Linked DNA regions of Pan troglodytes: all the other regions are linked to region 1. A link is a contact called in public HiChIP or PLAC-seq data. All regions are on one chromosome and are shown on one strand. The core of a region is the stretch at or near the end of the contact, and the rest is flanking DNA. Distances in the headings are between cores, read along the strand shown.

The links. HiChIP or PLAC-seq counts read pairs in DNA pulled down with a chosen protein or histone mark.
Region 2: a contact with region 1 is called in an H3K4me3 HiChIP or PLAC-seq map of stem cell-derived excitatory neurons, with 5 times the contacts expected there. The contact joins the promoter of CFAP119 here to the promoter of FBXL19 in region 1. A contact is called at or near these places in 1 of 7 Hi-C or Micro-C datasets (stem cell-derived neural progenitor cells), 1 of 1 datasets of contacts at active chromatin or transcription factors (stem cell-derived excitatory neurons) and 1 of 1 other capture datasets (stem cell-derived neural stem cells).
Region 3: an H3K4me3 HiChIP or PLAC-seq map of stem cell-derived excitatory neurons shows a contact between it and region 1, with 5 times the contacts expected there. The contact joins the promoter of ZNF629 here to the promoter of FBXL19 in region 1. A contact is called at or near these places in 3 of 7 Hi-C or Micro-C datasets (induced pluripotent stem cells and stem cell-derived neural progenitor cells), 1 of 1 datasets of contacts at active chromatin or transcription factors (stem cell-derived excitatory neurons) and 1 of 1 other capture datasets (stem cell-derived neural stem cells).

What each region holds. Positions count from the first base shown.
Region 1 is chr18:34,948,723-34,951,869 of NHGRI_mPanTro3-v2.0_pri, forward strand. FBXL19 (F-box and leucine rich repeat protein 19) reads left to right here and starts at 1,580. Exons shown (of 10, transcript XM_054669321.2): 1 at 1,580-1,882. The coding sequence starts at 1,841.
Region 2 is chr18:34,787,802-34,790,948 of NHGRI_mPanTro3-v2.0_pri, forward strand. CFAP119 (cilia and flagella associated protein 119) reads right to left here and starts at 1,471. Exons shown (of 9, transcript NM_001246401.1): 1 at 788-1,471; 2 at 438-469. The coding sequence starts at 994. RNF40 (ring finger protein 40) reads left to right here and starts at 800. Exons shown (of 20, transcript XM_016929710.3): 1 at 800-1,595; 2 at 1,710-1,912; 3 at 2,353-2,520; 4 at 2,653-2,794. The coding sequence starts at 1,781.
Region 3 is chr18:34,812,732-34,815,878 of NHGRI_mPanTro3-v2.0_pri, forward strand. ZNF629 (zinc finger protein 629) reads right to left here and starts at 1,590. Exons shown (of 3, transcript XM_009430670.5): 1 at 1,393-1,590.

The DNA.
Region 1 (3,147 bases), core at 330-2,829:
TTGAGAAGAGGGGTATGGCTGCTGGCTCACACCTATAATCCCAACACTTAGGGAGGCCAAGGCGGGAGGCACACTTGTGGCCAGGAGTTCAAGACCAGCCTGGGCAACATAGCGAGACTTCGTCTGAACAAAAAAAAATTATAGTTTAAAAATTAGCTGGGTGTGGTGGCGCGTGCCTGAAGTCCCAGGTATTCACAAGGCTGAGGGAGGAGGATTGCTTAAGCCCAGGAGGTCGAGGCTGCAGCAAACTATGATCCTGCAACTGCACTCCAACCCAAGTGACAGAGCAAGACCTTAAAACACACACAAAAAAACAAAAAACGGCAGAAAGATGAGAAGCCGTTCCATTTGCATAGGCAGTTGAAGTGTCTAGGCAGAGGCCTCCAAGGCTGACTGGATATCAGGCAGGGGATGAGACTAGACAGCCTGCAATGCCTCCAACTCCAGGTTGCGGAAATCGTGTTTGTAGTACTTCAGTCGAATGGAGATTGAGCGCCCCCTGGGAGCAGTGCTCGGTAACAGACGCTGGAGGACCCCGATGAGGAGGGGCGGGGGTCGGTTCAATCTGGGAGGAGCCTGCGGGTCAGTTTTCTTCTCACAGGAGCTAACTCTGTCCGGCATCATGGATTCCTGGGCTCCCAGAACGGCTGGGCAGGAAGGGACCTTAGAAAGGGATCTACCACCGCGTGCCCCGTGCCAGAATTGGGCACTTTGGTGACAAGAACATTGGCTTGTTTAACACTCACAACTGTGCTTCGAGGTGGGGATCATTATCCCCATTGTCCCCATTTTGCAGATGAGAAAAAGCAAGGTTTGGTGGCTTCCCGGGGCGGGGCGGGGATTCGCTGTGACTCCAGGTCCTTTTCCCCGGAGCCCGCACGTCTTGTAAGACACTGATTCCCGGAGGTCTGAGGAGCAGGAATCGAGTGGGAGGTGCCCAGGCTTTCTAGGGAACAAGAGTGTGAATACACTCTGGACGAGAACCACGCCCCCCTGTTCGACAAGACTGATTCCTGCTGCCTTCCTTTAAGGGCCCTCCCCTGAAACGCAAAGTCCTCGCCCCATGGAGAGGCGGACATTCTTTATTCCCGGATCGCCCGACGTTTTTCTCCCCCACCCGCACTGATCCCCACTGGTGACATAAATCCTTCCCCTCCACTCGCGAGTGAAAGCTTGGGACTACATTTCCCGCCAGGCTATTCAGAAGCCGGTGGCGGAGAGAGGAGAAAAGAGTCTTTCCGTTTCCGTCGCCTGGCAATTTGGCGTGTCCGCCGGGATTCACATTTCAACAGCGACGTCCTTTCTCTGTTGGGCTCGGCAAGGAACTACATTTCCCAGCAGGCACCGGCGCAGAGGTCGAGGGGCGAGGTCGCCATCTTTTTCGTAGTCCTCTCCCTCATTTCCGCAGGGAAGAGGCCAGACGCCTGGACTACACATCCCATGTCGCAGTCGCCCCGGCCCTGCAGCCGCCATCTTTGCCGGTGGCCCCGCCCCATCCCCTTCCATTGTCTCGACTTGAGATGATAAACGGGAGCCGGGAGACTGCAACTCCCGTCAGGCCGTGCGCCACTGGTGGGGGGGATTTCGAGACCACAGGCGGGCGAGGTGCCCAAGGTGGTGGAAAGCGGAGACCGGGAGAGGTTAGGTAGCCTGCCATCTTTACGGTAGTCTCCTCGTCCTCTTGGTTCCGCCATTCTTAAGGAACACTAGAAGGCTAGAAAACTACTAATCCCATCGCACCTCGTAAGATCGACTACTAGTCAGGTGTATGTCCCTCTTCCGCCATCTTGCTTGTAGTCCTCTTTCCTTTTCACCTTTCCATTGTTCCTGACGAGTAGAAATGGCAGCGGGAAGGCAGCAGATGGACTGCGACTCCCGTCAGGTACCACACACGCGGAGGGTTGTGGACAGGAGGGCGTGTGAGCGCCTGGGAAGGAGGTCGGGTCGGGGGAGAAGGCCATCTTGTTTGTAGTCATCGTTCCCTCTCCTTCTCGATGTTCTGCAACTGGGAGCCTCGGGGCAACGGGACTCTAACTCCCGGCATCCTCGGCTCCCGGCTGGGCACGCCCTCCGCCGTCCTGTTTGTAGTTCCCGCTGTCCCCAGCGTCCTATTGTTCCCCCGTAGCATCAGTGGCCGCAGGACTACAACTCCCGTCGAGCCCTGCGTGCGTTCGTCCTGGAAAGTGGAGATGGTGGAGGAAGGAGGGGGAAGGGGGCGGGGTTCCTCTGGGAGAAGGAGGGAGTAAAGAGGGGGAGGAGGAGGAGGAGGAGGGAAGGAGGAGGGAGGGGAGGGGAGGGGGGAAGAGAGGAGGAAGGAGGAAGGAGCTGAGGAGGGATGAGAGAGGCGGCCAGGGCCCCGGGCCGTAGCAGCGCGGGGCTGGGGGACCAGGGGGGCTGAGACACCCCAACTGCCCCCTTCCCCTTTCCCTCTCCCCCTCTATCCTTTCCTTCCACCCTCCCGCTTGAGGAGGGGGATTTATTCAAATTTTATTTAAATCCCTATCTCCCGAGGGTCGCGCGCTGGGGGGAGGGGGAGAGGTCGGGGGTGCGCGCGGGCTGGGGGGGCGGGGCCGGAGCAGCTTCCTTCACCCCCCCTCCGCTCATCTCGTAGCCGTAGGGCAGGGGGTCGCAGTCCAGGGGCGGGCCCAGGGGAGGGGGGCAGGTTACAGCGACCCCCCCCTCCCCGGGAACCGGCGGTGGGCGGGCTTGAACCCCGGAAACGTTGGGGGGGGGCCCAGGCCTGGCCCTGGACCCCTGGGCAGTGGGGTCCGGGAAGGGGCCAGTTAAAGGGCCAGGGGCGCTGGGGAGAGGCGGGGCGGGGTGGGGGGAGGGGAGCTGGGACTCGGACCCGGGACTGAGTGGGCCCCGGGCAGAAGCTGAGCACCCTGCGCCCAAGGAGCCCCCGTTGGCCTGGGGGGGCTGAGGGACTGAGCCCCCCAGAGCAGGACCTCCCCCTGGAAGGGCCGCGCCGCAGCCCGTGGGAGGGCCTCGCCCCCGGCGCCCCCCATCTCCACTCGCCGCCGTCCCGGCCTCCGCCGGAGGGAGGGGCCGAGCGCCCTCGGGGGGCCGTGGACCCCGGCGTTCTGAGCGTTCCGCGCCCCGCGCCGCCCGGCCCCCCCGCCGCCGATGGCCGCCGACCCGCCGGGA
Region 2 (3,147 bases), core at 221-2,720, 160 kb before region 1:
GCGTGAAGCTGGGCTCTTTTGCCAGCTTGCTGTGTGACTATGCAAATCGTTAACTCTCTGGGCCTAAATGAACTCTTATGAGCCTCTCCATTTCTAAAGCCTAGGGTTAGGAATCTTGAATTCTTTTTTCTGCTCTGCCACTACCTTGTATGACCTTGGTCAAGTACTCCCTGTGGCCCTCAGTGTCCCCCTCTGTACAATACTCCTTAGCGGCCATGAGACTCCATTTACATTCTGTCTTTGGCTCTTTTTTTCTCACACTGCCTCCTCTTTGGACTGGAGAGGCTGGAAAGCCAACTTCCAGTCACCTGGAGTAATTGCATCTCCAGGCCTCAGTCTCATCTGTAAAATGGGGATGCCCTGGCCACAGACAGGACTGTTGGGGAGACAATAAAGAACGCAAATATTCAGTGTAATTTTTGTCTCTTCACACTCACCACATGCAGATCCGGGGCCGGGGCAGCGGCGGCTGCGGAAAGAAAGCGAATTGGGGAAGGCAGCTGCGGTGTCCTGGCCCGTAGCGAATCTCCAGCAGGCCGGAGAAGCCGCTGTAACTTGCCATCTCATCTCAAGGACTAAGAAGGAGAGGCGCGGGCGAGGGAGGGCTTCAGCAGGCCCTAGGTGCTCTACGCGAGCACAGTAACCACCGGGGTCACACACCCCTGCCTCTGCTCGCCCAAGCAGCCCGGGAGACGTCCCGAACGTTAGTAAGCATAATGACAGGTGGCGCCTGCGGGGGAGCCGGTTTATAAACATTCACGAGCAGACCAGACTGTCCCGCCCTCACCGGAAACAAGTTGGCTCCAGGGCCTTCATCCGCTTTCGTCGCCGCCGCCGCCGTCGTCCACTGAGTCCGCACACTCGCACGCGTCCGCGCGGCCGACCCATGCACTGAGCTGCGATCCTTCCCCGCTTCCCGCCGCAGCTCGGAGAGATGTTCAAGCTCCGACTGCACCCTCATTCCCAAAAAGTGGCTGGTCTTGCGGTTGAGCATCTCGCCGCTCTTCCGTGCCGCGGGGCGCCCCGGGCTCCCGCCGCCTAGGTTCCAGGACAGCCAGCGCTCGGTCGGCGGCTACCAAGGCCGGGCCCGTTCGCCTCGCTCCGGCCAATCTACGCGCGGAGAGGCGCGGCGGGGCGAATCCGTGGGGGCGTCTCCCTCCGTCTCAACGGCGACGGTTGCCACGGGGGCTTGTGAGGGAAGGAAGGCGGAAAGCGCAGGCTCACGCCAGTGGGTGCGAAGAGAACGCGCAGATACGTAAGAAGTTGCGAGTGCCCACCTGGGCGCCCTCTCTTCCAGGTTGCTAATACGAGGGCCGGCGCTGTCCTCCAGGCTGGGAAGTGGGAGCGCGGTGTCAGTTACTATGGGAACTGCCTCTTGGCCAATCACCGAGAGAAAGAGGAGGTGTTTGGGAAGAAGCCAGAGGACCCGAGTGGCGGGACCAAGCGTAACCAATAGAAGCAGAAGATAAAGGAGTTTCCTCACATCCGGGGCTGCCTTTGGCGCCTGCGCCCTGCGCACCGTTGGGGGGGGCCAGTGACGTCCAGTGACGTCCGGTGAAATCCAAGATGGCGGCGCTAGGCTGACCCTGCTGCTGGTGAGGGCTCTGGCGCCGGGGGGGACGGGATCCAGCAGGTGTGTGCAGGGTGGAGGGTGTTTGGGGCTGTGGAACACCAGCCGTTCCCACATCTCTGCTCTGTGTCTTCTGCAGGTGACGGAAGTACCGCCTCCTCCCGTCTGACGCCCCTCAGGGGACCCTGCGCCGCTCCAGCCGCCGCGGCCATGTCTGGGCCAGGCAACAAACGCGCCGCCGGCGACGGGGGCTCAGGGCCCCCGGAGAAGAAGCTGAGTCGTGAGGAGAAGACCACCACGACTCTTATCGAGCCCATTCGTCTTGGAGGCATCTCTTCCACGGTTCGTGGGCTCTTGCCTTAACCCTCAGGACTTCCCAGAGCCCTCCCTCTGTTCTCTGGCCAAACTGTGCGGAATCTTACACCCACTTCCCCAGGTTTAGCAAGGTCCGCGTTACAGGACCTTGAAAGAAAGGTCAGAAAGAAGCTCAGAACACGACGCCTGTCTTCCTTTTACAGATAGGAAAACAGGTTTCCAGGGGGCGTGTGACTTGTCAAAGACTAAGGATTTTCAAGGGGACAGGCAGAAACAACGTGAGCCTCCTCACAACAAAGACACTTTCGCTGTGTGTTGTCTGAGCCTCCTTAGATTCTGTTAGCGGTTAGTGTGGGAATACCTCCATCTCCCATGCATTGCAGATGCTCTGCTCCTCTCTCTCTCTCTGTGATTGGTTTGTGGGCCGTGCTTGACGCTCTCGTCGGCCCCTTTGTTTCCTTTGGTAGGAGGAGATGGACCTGAAGGTACTACAGTTCAAGAACAAGAAACTGGCAGAGCGGCTGGAACAACGGCAGGCTTGTGAAGATGAACTCCGAGAACGAATTGAGAAGTTGGAGAAGCGGCAGGCCACAGATGATGCCACACTCCTCATCGTCAATCGTTACTGGGCCCAGGTGGATACCTTCTGCTTTCAAAGAACAGGCCTTGATTCAGCTGCCAATCTCCAGATTCCCCTGCTAGGAAAGGAGTATCATGTTGGAAAGCACTAAGGGATTCATAACATTTTTGATGTTTTCTCGTTCCAGCTGGATGAAACTGTGGAAGCCCTTCTCCGATGCCATGAGAGCCAGGGGGAGCTGTCTTCAGCGCCTGAGGCACCTGGGACCCAGGAGGGGCCAACATGTGATGGGACTCCTCTCCCAGAGCCGGGGACATCAGAGCTGAGAGGTAGGACCAGAGTGCTGGGATCTGGGGAGCTTAAGTTCTGGGAGAAGTCCTGGGGAGGAGGGGACTTTGGTGTTGGGCCCCTGAATTGCCTATCTTACTACTTCTCACGAAATGGATTTCATGTTTGGGCAGTAAAGTGCAGTGCACAAAAACACAGGCTTTAGACTCTGACTAACTTGGTTTATAGAGCAATTCATGTTTTGACACCCATTTGTTTCAAAACAGTATTGTGGTTGAGTATTAACTATGTATTTGACACTTCCTAGAAATGAGTGTTGCACTTGCTATGAGGGAGGAAATTATAAACATAGTAAGCAGAAAGTACTGGGGCTCCTGAAACGGAATGATTGTGT
Region 3 (3,147 bases), core at 340-2,839, 140 kb before region 1:
GCCCGGACCCTCCTACTCCTTTTGTTCTGCTTTCTTGAGGCTGTTTCCCAAGCCTAGCCTGGCACTGAATAGGTGCTCCAGAAACTTTGTTGAATGAATGAATGAGTGAGATGTCCCTAGCCCCTGGAACACCTGTTTGGTCTAATGCCTTTAAAGATCAGTTTGCAAGGGGATGGCAGCAAAGGAGCAGGAGTTCCAAGTGGCCCCCTGGTAAAATAAATAAATAAATAAATAAATAAATAAATAAATAAATAAAAACAGCCAGCTGTCACTCCAAAAATGGTGAGATGAGTTCAGGATGAGGGAATGGGGCCACAGGAACAAAGCGCTTGAAGGAGGTCCCACACCATTTACACCCTGCAGAGAATCCCTGGGTGGGGCCTGGAAACTTTGGATGGCTGTGTGAGGTGGGCGCTGTGTGCACAGGGGCAGTGGGGCAAGGGAGACATGGCAGGAGGCAGCTGAGAGGTGACCAAGGTGAAGCAAGACTGGCTGCACCCTGCCAAAGAGCGGTAGGAGAGACAGAAGTTAGCGTTTAGGAAGTAAATTAATTTCTTCATCTCTGCAGCTACTTAAGCTCCGAGAATCCCCCCTCCCCGCCTGTAAGTGTCTTTGGGGTGGTGGAAGCGGAGACCTCTGCCACACTGGGGGCTGCCTGATGTCCGGTCCGGGAAGGATGCCCTGCTGTGTTTGCTGGGGACAGGTAAGAGTTTGTGGACCTCGATGGTCTCCAAAAAATTCTCCCCTAGTGGTCCAGAGTAGGAGGGAAAGGGTTAATGACAGGGCCGACACAGAGCATGGACGTGGGAAGACCGAGGGAGGCCGAGGCGCTGGGAGCCCAGGCGCCAGGCACGCCAGCCTGAGACCTCGCGATGGCCCCACTGCAGAGGGAGGGAATGAGGAGCCGCCTCCCGAGAGATGTGGGGAACGGCCCAGGGTGACCCTGACATGGAGGCGGCGGGAATGCGGCCGCCCGGCCCGGCCCCCCCGCACCGCTTGGCCCCGGACTTCTGCTCCCCCGGAGCCGCGACCCCCGTCCCGCTGCTGATACAGAGCCTGGGCATCCGCCCCTGCCCCGGCCCCCGGGGTCCCGGCTCCTTCCAGCACTGCCAGGCTCCTCCAGGGCTGCGCTGGCAGCGCTGGTCCCCGGCCCCGGCCGATCCCTCTTCCCAGAATCCCCAGGCTCCCCTCCCCCGCCACCGACCCCCGCGCTTCCCAGAATCCTCGGCCCTCCGCGCCCCCCGCCCGCCCCCACCCCGGCCACAGCCCCAGGCGCGGGTGGGGGGCTCAGGCCCGGGCTCCCGGCCCCCGCCTCCCGGGCCCCATTGTTCCCCGGCGGCCGTCCCGGGCACTCCAGGCCACCCCCCGGGAACCCAGGCGTCCCCAACTCACGGCTCTGGGGTCTGGGAAAAGCCGGAAGGCGGAATCCAGCCCCAGGGGACTTAACCCCTTCAGTGCCCTGCCTCGGGGGACGGACTGGGCGCCGAGGACTCTGGGGTCCTTCTCAAGGGGTGATTCCAGGCTGAGGACCCGGGGACCAGTTCAGGGTGACTGGGACGGAGCAGGAAGTGACCCCAGCTTCCCGGGCCCCTCTAGCCTGGAGTCAGAGCATCAGCTCTATGGGATTTAACCCTTTGCCTCCCGCAGCCTGGGGAAAAAAGGGGACAGCGGTGGGAGCAGGGAGGAGGCTGGGACGACGCCCCTGTCCCCGTCTCCAGTGGGAGCAGGCAGCGTGGGCATCTGGGAGAGCCCCGATGCCCGCGAGGGTCCCTGGGCTTCTGGCCGCTCTTCATCTCGCAGGGGCTCCGCCGGCCGCGCCCGGAAAGCCCTATCTCAGATTTGGCGGCTGCTGATCCCCTGAGGCCAGTCTTTGTTTGGACTAACCCTGGGATGGGGCTGGGGTGGGAGCAGGGGCTGGCAGAGCAGACCTGAGAGGGAACACCCTACGCACTAAACATGGCCTTGATGCTTGATGGAAGTCATGGCTGCAGGAGTTGGGACTGCAGGAACAAGCACAGCCGGGAAGGATTTGCAATAGCCTGTGTTCCAGCCCCTCTTCTCCAAACACCTCCCCTCAGAGGAGGAAACTGAGGCTCACGGTGGCAGGAAAGAAGCCAGTGGGGGTTCCCTGGCCAAGGAGGGAGAACCTCTTTTCTCACAGCTCAGAGGGCACCCGGCTCACAGCAGAAGAAACCTTTAAAAACCCAGGAACACTGGTGGCCTCTCAACGTCCAAGTTATCTATGCTCGCAATTTTTACAGCCTTTCTTTCTTGTCTTCCTTATCACAGTCCCATGGGATAAGGTTGCCCATCATCCCCATTTCACCGGGGAGGAAACCAAGGTGTGAGAAGCGACTGGTGTACTTAAGGCCACCTGATTCTTTCAGTTCAACACATTGCATTATTATTCCTGGGCACTGTGGTTAACACTGGGGTGGGCATACCTCAGAGATACATGGAAATTGGGCTTTCTACCCTTGGGAAGTTTGGTATTGTGTATGTGTTACAAACACAGAGGAATCCTGGGAGCGTGCAGAGGGCTCTGTCCAGAGACTGAGAGGCTGGGGGGAAGAGTAAACCAAAGGTCAGAAATTACTAAAGGCAGCTGGGTGCGGTGGCTCACGCCTGTAATCCCAACCCTTTGGGAGACCAAGGCAGGCGGATCACTTGAGGTCAGGAGTTTGAGACCAGCCTGGACAACATGGTGAAACCATGTCTCTACTAAAAATACAAAAATTAGCCGGGCGCAGTGGCTCATGCCTATAATCCCAGCACTTTGTGAGGCCGAGGCAGGCAGATCGCTTGAGCCCGGGAGGCAGAGGTTGCAATGAGCCAAGATTGAGCCACTGCACTGCAGCCTGGACGACAGAGCGAGATCCTGTCGCAAAAAAAAAAAAAAAAAAAAAAAAAAGAAGGAGAAAGGGAGGGAGAGAAAGAGAGAAAAGGAAGGAAGGAAGGAAGGAAGGAAAAGAGAAAACAGGAAAGAGAAGAAATTGCTAAAGGCCAGGCCTGGTGGCTCATGCCTGTAATCCCAGCACTTTGGGAGGCTGAGGCAGAAGGGTAACTTGAGCCCAGGAGTTTGAAGGCTGGGCAACATAGTGAAACCCTGTCTCTACAAAAAACTTAAAAACAATTAGCTGGGCAGGG